Linked DNA regions of Mus musculus: regions 2 and 3 are each linked to region 1. The links are chromatin contacts, called in public promoter capture Hi-C maps. All regions are on one chromosome and are shown on one strand. Each heading gives the region's core, a stretch centred on a gene start, on an enhancer-like site or on the middle of the called end of the contact. The rest is flanking DNA. Distances are from core to core; before and after follow the strand shown. Region 1 holds the start of Entpd6 (ectonucleoside triphosphate diphosphohydrolase 6). Region 2 holds the start of Rspo4 (R-spondin 4). Region 3 has its middle 27 kb from the start of Cst3.

Region 1 (3,080 bases), core at 67-2,566:
TCCTGATTCTTTTGCAGGGTGCTATGCCTGCATGGGCCAGTAGGTTCTTCCAGACCTAAGTACACAGAGAGAGAGCTGTGTAACTCTCAGGTTCGTTCTGTCCATGAGGCTCCAGATGGGACTCAGATACACACCATCTTAGTCTACACTTCTTCCAGGGCAGGAGAAGGGGGGCGGGCAATATTCAGACTTACCTTTATGCTTGCTGCATTATTTTCAAGGACATTGTTAAAACGCTGGTAACAGGGATGGGGAAACCTCCCCTCAACGCTAGGTATTCAGCCCCCTTCATGGCTCTGCAGCACCCCAGGAGAGATCCTGTAATCACATTCCTCTGCCTCTCCCTAGGGAAGCTCCTTCCTCACTGTCTGAGAGTTTCCTATTCTGGCTATGAGCATTCCCTACGCCCCTCACCACACAGGATCTGCAGAGACACAAAAGGACCAGGTATTTTCAGGTGACTGATTTTTTTTTGGGGGGGGGGGGATATACTCTCAGGGTGAAGGGCTGTGTCCACTGTGACCTACTCAGCAATGTTGTCTCAAAACCAATTACTTCCTGATGCTTTTAAAATAAAAATGTGTTCTCACTGACTCCCTGTCCTACATTCTGGGTGTCTACATCTGGACCTTTCTCTCTCCTTTAACCTGAAGCACCTGTGGCCACACACCAACTCAGGTGGAACCACCCTGACCCCTGGTAAGTTCTTCCATGTCACCACCGTTCCCACCTTCCACACAATCAGAACACAGGGTTTCCCCGGTTTCCTGAGCCTCCCAGTTGGGCTATCCAGTGCAGAAGGGGAGGCGCCTGGGCCTGGTTCTGCTGGGGGCGGGTCAGCACAAGCCAGCAGAATGAATGGACGCGGCAGGGCTGTGGGCTACACTCGGGCAGAGACCCCTGCTGCTTGGCCTACAGCATAGCTCACGAGTCCCACGGTGTGTTGTAGACGTGCGAGGGCTACGCAGCAGGGTCGGAAAGACAGCCAGTTGAATGGACCGAGAGCGCAAGTGACCCCGAGGCCTCCCCCCGGAGCTGTCTCCGGGCCCAGGGAGGTATCAGGCATTGGAACTGCACCACGGGGAACCCCGTCCCTCGCGCGCGTGGGGAGACCAACCGTAGTCAGTCCTCCGGGCCAAGCACATTTCGCTGGCCCCGCTTACCCTGCACGGCTCCCTCGGCCCCGCAGGAGAGGTAGTGGCGTAGCCGGAGGCAGACAGCGACCACACACCGCGCGCCCAGCTCTCCAGCGCCGGTCCGCGTCAACAGAGCCTTAACGCGTGGAAGCAAACCCCAGCAGACGCCGAGAAGCTGTCTCCGCCTACGTGCACTTTGCGTCACCGGGTGGGCAGGACGGCGTTGATGCGCGTGTGCCATGGCGTTTGCCAGCCACGCAGGCGCAATAGCCATGTGCTCTTTGGGTGTTTATTTTTCTTTCTGCCAGTAGGGGGCTCTGGAGCTCCTGCTTATCTTGGATCCTTCTAACAAGTCCTGAGGTGTGGGAGGAACAGAGCCTTGTCTTGACTAGAGTAGGAGTTACTTCAATCTCATCCATCACCTCGTCCTTCTGTAGGCTTTCCTCCTGCATCCCTCCACACCCGAGTTGCTTCTTTTACTTTCAAGGGAATTCGTGATAGGATATGCATTCACAATAGAGAATGCGGTGCTATCAAGCGTCCTTTATCCTTGGCCATATTTTCTGATGTCTTCCTAGAAGCCACAAGGTTGTCAGCTCCTAACTGCAGCGAGACTCTGGATGTATGTCCCTAATTCATTTGTCTGAATATCTCCCAAGTTGTCTTTTCCCCACCGAACCAGGACTCCGCTTCTTCCTGCCCACGTGATGGCATCTATACATTGGGGTGCAGGACACTGGTCTTGTTCCTGGAGGACATCCCTGTCTATCGGCTGGGAAAGCCTAAAAGCAAGGATTTCTAATGAAAAGATGGGGTACTCAGGGAGTGAGTGGGTGGATGCTAACCACAGAGTGCGGGGATACTGTGTGAGAGTAGGGTTGGCAATCGCTATTAGTCCCGCGAAACTATTGTAAACAGCATGTGAGCAGCTCATTGGACCTTGCCTTGTCTCACTTTAATAAAACCACCAAGATCTGATTACAACGGAAGTCTATATGGTCTCTTATTTGGCGGATCTTAAAAGCTCTCCCCTCCCCACTTCCCTGGCTGTTTTGTTGTACATAGCACTACAGCATCCCAAGGACTGACTATCTTGCTACTCACTATGGATGTGCTGTGGGAGAGAGTCTTAGTATTGGAATTGGCTATGATAAACTATATGCTCTTTGAATACAACTCCAGAGATACGACTCAATTTTCTCTTCAGTTATTGTACTAATTAACACTCTTACAAATAATGTGTGAAAGCATGGGTTCCCCACGTCTTCAACGGTGGAGTCCTTCCAAACGCTGGGTTCTTTGCTAACTTGTAGTAGAAAAACTGCACCTCACAGTTTTGACTTAATTTTCTAGTGTTTTGAAGTTTGTTCGTGGACCTGTAAGGACCCTGCTTCTGTCTTCTGCCTTCACATCTTTTACCATCTTCTCCACTTTCACAATACTTCTCTCAAATTCTCTAGAATTTTTGTCTTAGTTTTTACAAGTGGTCATACTCACTACTTGGAAAGCTATTCTCTCAGGCATTTCCTTTTGTAGATCTTTTCTCACTTTTAAAATAACATAATGCCACCTTCTCAGACTGTTTCATTTACAGTGGACCTCTCCGAGCTATTCTCTACCATTCTTTGTGTATTTCCTTCACAGTATAAGTCATGCCCAACAGTTTGTTCTCTGTTTTACTACTGAAGTGTAAGCTTCCCAAGAGCAAATGATGTCATCTGCTCTGAGCAATAGTGCTTGCCCAGCACCTGGTATTTGCATATAAGGAGCCTACAACCTGACCCTGCCTATGGTATAGACATTCTAATGGTAGTAAAGAGATCCCATTATGACTGCCATTTCTTTGCAGTTCTCTTTAGTGCTTATGACAGCCAGCACAATCTAGATGGCAAAGGAGATAAAGGCTAACTTTCCCAGAAGCAACTACAGCCAAGTTCTCTGTTG
Region 2 (3,505 bases), core at 503-3,002, 1.1 Mb before region 1:
GAGCACCCGCATAGGCAGCTAATGCTCTACATCTTAGCTATGGTTCCCCTGATGAGTGGGAGACTGAAGTTTATTGCTTCCATCTTAAAGACAAGTTGGTGAAAAGATTGAAAACATCCTTTCAGAGTGGAGTATCTGGAGGACTAATGGAAAGGATCTCATACAGGTAAAACTGAAGTCTGAGGGTCTTCCCTGAGGTCACTCAGATAAAACCTTCAAGGAGGGCCACAGATCCAGCTAGGCTGGCTCCAGTACCTGGGCTCTGGACAGCGGGGTGAAGGCCATTCACAAGCTTTCACCTTCAGGACCCCCAAGTCCCTGCAGCCTACCCGAGGTCCACCTACACCTCTATCCTCTCTGCTCTTTGTCCAACTCCCTTAACAGTTTCCCTAGGCCACGGCCTGATATTCCACCCCATACCTACTTCCCCACTGCCCCTGTGTTCCCTGCTTCCTTATAGGAGCTGCAACATCTGCGAAAGGCTTTCCACGCAGATGGACTAGAAGTCCCTATGGGTAAGGCCACTCTCACACACCCTACCATTCAGTATTCCCAGACTCAGGCTCTCAGTCAGAGAGCAAATCAGAGCTCCCACCTGCCCGTTGGACTGCTCAACAAAGCAACCTGCATGAATGTCTGGTTCCTGCTCTATAGAGTGAGATAGCCACTGTCATTAGGGCATCATAGGGGACCTAGGAAACAGTGTGTGTCTCACTCTTGGCATGGCAGCCAGCCTTTGGTAGTTGATGCACAGACAGGCATCCAGAGTCCTGGGGCCTTCCCTGTTCAGACACAGGGCTTGCTGGTCCTCTTGCCCTCCCAACACCAGCTCAGGTTCTGTCAACTCCAGCTCTGCAAGGGCAGTCTCACCTCACCTCCAAAATACATCTGACTGTGGCACTGAGGAACTGTGGCACAGACCCCAATGTTCACAGGGCCCAGGCGCGATTAGAGTCTCAGGTTCAAGTTTCCTTAGTGGCTCCAGGAGGTCCCAAGGAAAAATATCCTAAGATTCTGAGAGAGGACAAACTTCTTCCAGGTCATCCCCAGAAGACTTCAACTTGAACACAGGTCTCAGTCATGCTGATACCACTAGAGAGGCTTACCCAGATTAATTCTGGGAGTGTGGGGGTTGTGACAGCAGGGGTCAGGAGCAGTGATAGAACCCCCGAACCCCACATGAGCCCTGGAGTCACTGATCTTCATCCTGGCCCAGCGTGGATGCCTGGGCTGGCTTCTAAGTCACTAGCCCTGTCTTCTAGTTCATTGTTTCCAAGGGTGGTTCCTTGGGTTTTTGGTGTCTGTGGAGTTACCCTTGGGACACTGCTGGGAGGCTGGGGCCAGTGAGCCCGACCTCTAGTTCCCTCCCAGTAGTGCTTCCTAGGTCCAGGTTGTCGACAACTCCCCGTTCCGACCCTGAGTCAACAGTCCAGGCATCAGGCACCAGACAAATACCCATATCCGCTGGGCTACCACGAGTCTGTCTTGTAGTGCCTACCCCACCACCAGCCCGGCCACATCTGTACCTTGCTTCTTCCTTCGGTACAGGGCGAGCATGTCCACTGCGTGGGCGAGGAGCAGCAGCAGGCAGAGTGGAGCCCGCATCTGGGCAGCCTGGTGCTCCTGGCTCCCCGACGGCCCGGCAGCCTCTGTGCGGGGGACAGCCTGTGGCGCGCGTTGAGCATCCGCGGGTCGCTGGTCGCTACGGCCACCAGGGACCCGCCGGTGCGCCCAGGGCGCGGTGGGTCGAGTGAGGGCGTCAGCGCGGCCGCGCGGCCGGGGCGGGGAGGAGTCGGCGGCTGGGCGGCGCTTAACCCTCGGGGGGCCCTTGCGGGCGCAGCCCCACGCCCCTCGCACGTGCACAGGCCGGCTCTAGGTACACAAGCGCACACGCCGCACTGCACACTCACCCGGACAGACCCTCCCTCTGCCACTCTGGTCTTCCTCTTCCTCCTGTCCCCAGGACCGTCCTGGCTTGTTTTTCTGTTTATTCCCTGACTGCCTCACCTCCAACACAGGACTCTTGCCAAGCGCATGGGCCTCTCTGGCTCACTGTTCCGACCTGGCTAGCTTGGGTTCTGTGGTGTCTTGCCCTTTCCATATCTCCTCTGGGGTTGGGGGACGAGGGTAGGCGGAGTGGGGGAGGGGGGAGTGTGAGCAGGCTGCTGCTCCACTCTGTTGCTTTTTCTTTCTAGTTATCCCAAACACTTTCTGGTTGTAGCCTCTGAGCCTTTCCTGCTGCAGCCTTGGGGAGACCCTACTCTTTGACCCAGTGTCCAACACCGCATACTTTGCTTACCAAAGGACCTAGGACCCAGGGTATATTTCTTCCAGCCTTATCTCCAGGATTGGGTTGTTTTTTAACCTTTTCAGTGCCAAATTGCTCTTCCAATAAAACAATATTCTCCTGCCTCCTGTTACCCTGTGAACCAAGCCCATTCGCAGTGAAGCTGCCACAGAGAATGTTTGAGAGCCACGAACTTGACTTTCTGCTAAATACATGCATAAAAGCTTTAGAATAACGAACTTTCTCTTTTGACTAATTGTTCATTCGAAGGGGGAAGGGATTCGCAGAGAGACCAAGTAGTTTGCCCAAAACTGCACAGCAGCTCTATAGCCTTTCAGACGCGTCTCAGCTCAGCACACAGTCTCATCACCGAAGGGTGGAAGAGAGCCTTGGAGACCCAAAGGACCGTCTCGCTTCCTGTTTGCTACAAGTGTGACTTGTAGATAGAGAGAGGTCCTGAAGCTGCGGTCCTGCCCACTTATTCCTACACCACCAGCCCACCAGCACACACCTACCTCTGACCAGCCAGGTTCCGATGTCCTTGCTGTCTGTCTTCTCCCTTTCAGCCCAAGTCTCCACCTTCTCACAGTAGTTTGCAAGCTTTTCAAGCCTCTTATATGTGGTGTTTCTTTGTTGTTTGTTTGTTTGTGTTTGGTTTTGTGAGACACTGTTCTTGTGTATCCCAGGAACTCATTATGTAGATAAGGATGACCTTGAACTCCTGATCGTCTTCCCTCCATCTCCCAGGTGCTACTGAACAGGTCTGTAATACCACTTCTAGCTCCCTCTTACATCCTGAGCATCTTTTGTCTTGGCCTCTCCATGGATTGGTGGCCTAATTCCATTCCTCCACTGACTCTTTCAGAACCCAGTCATAATCTGACCCTCTTCCAGGGTTTTCTCTCTTTTTCTCAGTCCATACCTCTTCTGGGTATCCATATTTCCTCTTAACACATTGGTAAACATAGATATTTCTGTTTCTCCCTTTGCCCTAGTTATCCATGCCCCCCCCCCTTGGTTCCCATTCTTCGGGTACAGGTCCTTTACATGGCTTTTGCTATGACTCTGTCTAGAAAATTCTTCCATTTGTCCCCCTAGAACTTGGCTACAGCATGGCCTCCCCCCCCCCCAGACCTTCTCCCGTCACTGCAGAAGTACTGGACACTCATTCTGCTTGCCACCTCACTCTCCTCTTCTCTTTACAGAGCAGCCATCCAC
Region 3 (3,365 bases), core at 421-2,920, 1.8 Mb after region 1:
CTGGAATTCTGTGCTGAAACCATCTGTCCTAAGGCTTTTCTTTCACTGGAAGACTTTTAATGACTATTTCTATTCCCTTCAGGGTTATAGAACTATTTAAATGCTGTACCTGATCTTGACTTAACTTTGATAATCTGTAACTATTTAGAAAAATCATTCATTTCATTTAGATTTTCCAATTTTGTGGAGTCTAGGCTTTTGTTGCAAGACCAATGATTCTCTGAATTCCTCATTATCTGTTGTTATGTTTCCCTAATCATTTTTGATTTTCTGACTTGGATCCTGTCTCTCTGTATCCTTTTCATTAGTTTGTTTATGGAGTTTTCTATCTGTTGATTATCTCAAAGGACCAACTCTTAGTTTTATTAATTCTTTGTACTGCTCTCTTAGTGTCTAATTTATTGAATTCAGTCCAGAGTTTGTTTATTTCCCTGCAATCTACTTCTCTTGGATGTGTTTGTTTCTTGCTGTTCTACACCTTTCAGGTGTGCTATTAAGTTGCTATCTTGAGACCTCTTCAATTTATTTAGGAAGGTGGTTGATGCTCATAATGTGCTTCTTAATACAGCTTTCATTATGTCCCATAAGTGTGAGTATGTTTTCCCTTCATTTTCATAAAGTCCTACAAAGAACACAATTTTTATAGACCTTAAAAGAACAATTCTCAAATTCATATGGAAAACTAATGAACCCAGGGATAGCCAAAGAATCCCGAACAATAAAAGAACTTCAGGAGGAATCACCACCCATGACATCAAGATGTGCTACAGAGAAATAGTGATAAAAAAATACATGGTATTGGTACAGACACAGACACATTGATCAATGGAATCAAATCAAAGACTCAGACATAAAATAGACATTTGATTTTTGATAAAGAAGCCAAAACCATACAAAGGAGAAAACAAAACATCTTCAACAAATGGTGCTAGTCTAACAGGATGTCTGCATGTAGAAGAATGAAAATAGATTTTAACTTTAGCCACTGAATCAAAATGGCAGTTTTAACACATTTTTATTAGAGTCATTATAGCCTGGCTGGATGCTGTCATGAGATAATACTATATCAGGTTCACGTGGAAAGAATTCAACCACTCTGGGAAAGTCTCTGGCGCACTCACAAGGGCATGTTCATCGTATAAGTACATATTCGCTGAGATGTGTATTGAACGTCCATCATCTTTCAGGGTCTGCGCTAGAAATAGACTCATTATAGGAATGAGATGAGCAAATCGTGGTCTTCACGGGGCTTAGAACCAAATACTATCCAACAGAGAAAAGAACTATCAGGAAATGTAATTTGGGACGATGACATTTAATCTAATCTGAAGGAAGATAAAGAACTAGATATGAAAACGCAAAGAGAGAAGTGGATTTGGGGAAAGAACCACACATGCAGAACCTTAAGGGGGGGAAACCCTACCCATCCTGAGCTGAGTCTTAGTGCTGGGCCGCATCCTGCACCTGGTGATAATGACCACAAGAGGGCAGACTTGGACCACTGGTGATTTTTCTGCTCCTGGCACTCCCAGTCAGCCCCAATTCGCACTGGGGGTGGCTTCTGGGGTAGACTCGGTGTCCTCAGTGAGAGACAGAACACCTAACATAAATGAGCGCTGTCCTGCGCCTTGGGGAACCCCACACCACACACTATCCTGGCTGCTGTGGACTACCTAGTGACACTGGGCATTGACCAAAGGTGACAGCAGATGGCAGCAGCTTCCTTTTCTACAGCACCAGTCTCTATTTTCCCAATTTTAGCTGAAAGTCTTAAAACTATATTACCCAGAATGAAGATAGGGGTGAAAAAATGGGCCTCAGTGAGAAGAACTCACAACAGGTGATATGTGATATGTGAAACCCTAAGCTTGGATGATTTCTGACCTCTCCTCCTCGCTCCGTCTTTATCTCACATCTCTGCTTTCTCAACTCTTGTCTTTATGTCTTCTTAGGACCACTGGCGTGAGTATAATCAATTTTCTTCCTTCCAGTATATGATCAATCTGGGATGGAGTCAGGTTATATAGTTAGGGCCAAAACTAAGGTTCATCATACACACATTCTCATTCAGCTCAAGTTCATGTTTTGTTTTAGTTTGGCTTTTTTCTGGACTGGGATCCTATCTCCCTTAATTCTGCCTGTCCATGATGTTTTCTGTCTGAAAATACCCTGTCTACAATTCCTTTTCTCCTGGCCCATGCAGCCAGGGGAAAGCTTCCTTTTCTCCATGTGCTAGAGCATTTGTATGCTCCCTCCTGGCATTCTGGGTCCCCACTTTGGATCTTCCTTATTCTTGGGCTGCACTTTACAAAGCTCATCAAAATAACAGTAAACAAAAACCTAGCTATCCGTGGTGGTTATGTTAGCAATGACTTTCACACTCAAGAGCTGATTTATCACAATGCTGGAGCCTTACATGCAATCACAGGGAGCCTTACATGCAAATTAAACCTTGCTTCTGATCCAGTCACAGCAGGCCCTCTATTAGACGGCCAGGGAAAGTGCTTCCCTCTGGTATAGGCAAGAATAGCTGTGGTGTCTCCCAGTGTTCACTAGTTTGTGACAGTAAAACCTCAGATACAAAACTATTTCAGATACTCTGGCTGAGGCTGCACCTTCAGCATTCAAAGAGATCAGCTGTGGTGGCTGTATACTTACTTAGCTCAGTGAAGCTTCAATGCATTCAAAGTGGTCTGCAGACAGTGTCAGACAGACATCTGGCTCTGAAATGGAAGTGCTTCCAATCAAGGATTGGCAGTAAGAAGCCAATAACTACTAATAAAGGTGTCGAGTTGCTCCATTCCCCACTGTCTTTACTTATGTACAAAAGAAAAGTCCTGCTAACAAGAACTTGACAAACTTAGGATTTAAGACAATTTGTGCAGTACTAGCAGAATGAGTAACACCTACTCAGTACCCCTGAAAAAAAGTGGGTCTCCCTTCATCTACCTCAATACTACCAAAGTAATTCGCATATTCAATGGAATCCTTCAATATAATGACACTCTGGAAAGCAATTCCTAAACTTCCTATGAAGGAAGGCACAAAAAACTATGAGCAGTCAAACCTTCCTCAACAAAAAGCACAAAAGTAGGTCATCAACCATACCTGTCTTCTATTAGGTCCAAAGTAGGCCACCCAACATGGCAGTCCTGATGAAAGTGTCCTAAACAGAAGTATGGCTTCTCCACAAAAAAAGGAAAAAAAGAAAAAAAAAAAAAAAAAGCAGAGCATCCACCAGTCCTTTGCCTTTGGGGATTGGTCCTGAGACATGCATGGGCTGGGGAACTTAGGGACAGGACTTCCTCCTGGGAAAAGAATTCATTCATGCTTCTTCCAGCCTCACTCACTATCCTTGGTACAAG

The links. Promoter capture Hi-C pulls out the DNA fragments that hold promoters and counts their contacts.
Region 2: a promoter capture Hi-C map of stem cell-derived epiblast-like cells shows a contact between it and region 1, with 4 times the contacts expected there. The contact joins the promoter of Rspo4 here to the promoter of Entpd6 in region 1. A contact is called at or near these places in 2 of 39 promoter capture datasets (liver and stem cell-derived epiblast-like cells).
Region 3: a contact with region 1 is called in a promoter capture Hi-C map of 3T3-L1-derived adipocytes, with 6 times the contacts expected there. The contact joins the enhancer-like site here to the promoter of Entpd6 in region 1. A contact is called at or near these places in 7 of 39 promoter capture datasets (the 3T3-L1 cell line, 3T3-L1-derived adipocytes, embryonic stem cells and 3 more) and 1 of 115 datasets of contacts at active chromatin or transcription factors (astrocytes).

What each region holds. Positions count from the first base shown.
Region 1 is chr2:150,747,317-150,750,396 of GRCm38.p6, reverse strand. It overlaps Entpd6 (ectonucleoside triphosphate diphosphohydrolase 6), which reads right to left and starts at 1,316. Exons shown (of 14, transcript NM_172117.5): 1 at 1,164-1,316.
Region 2 is chr2:151,841,174-151,844,678 of GRCm38.p6, reverse strand. Rspo4 (R-spondin 4) reads right to left here and starts at 1,752. Exons shown (of 5, transcript NM_001040689.1): 1 at 1,527-1,752. The coding sequence starts at 1,605.
Region 3 is chr2:148,900,701-148,904,065 of GRCm38.p6, reverse strand. No RefSeq gene overlaps it. Among named protein-coding and RNA genes, the nearest start is that of Cst3, 27 kb to the right of the region's middle. Within about 2 kb of position 1,670, at least 44 of the 459 cell types and tissues checked have an H3K27ac peak or open chromatin away from gene starts, as enhancers often do. A contact at or near this core is called in 3T3-L1-derived adipocytes, where this site is marked.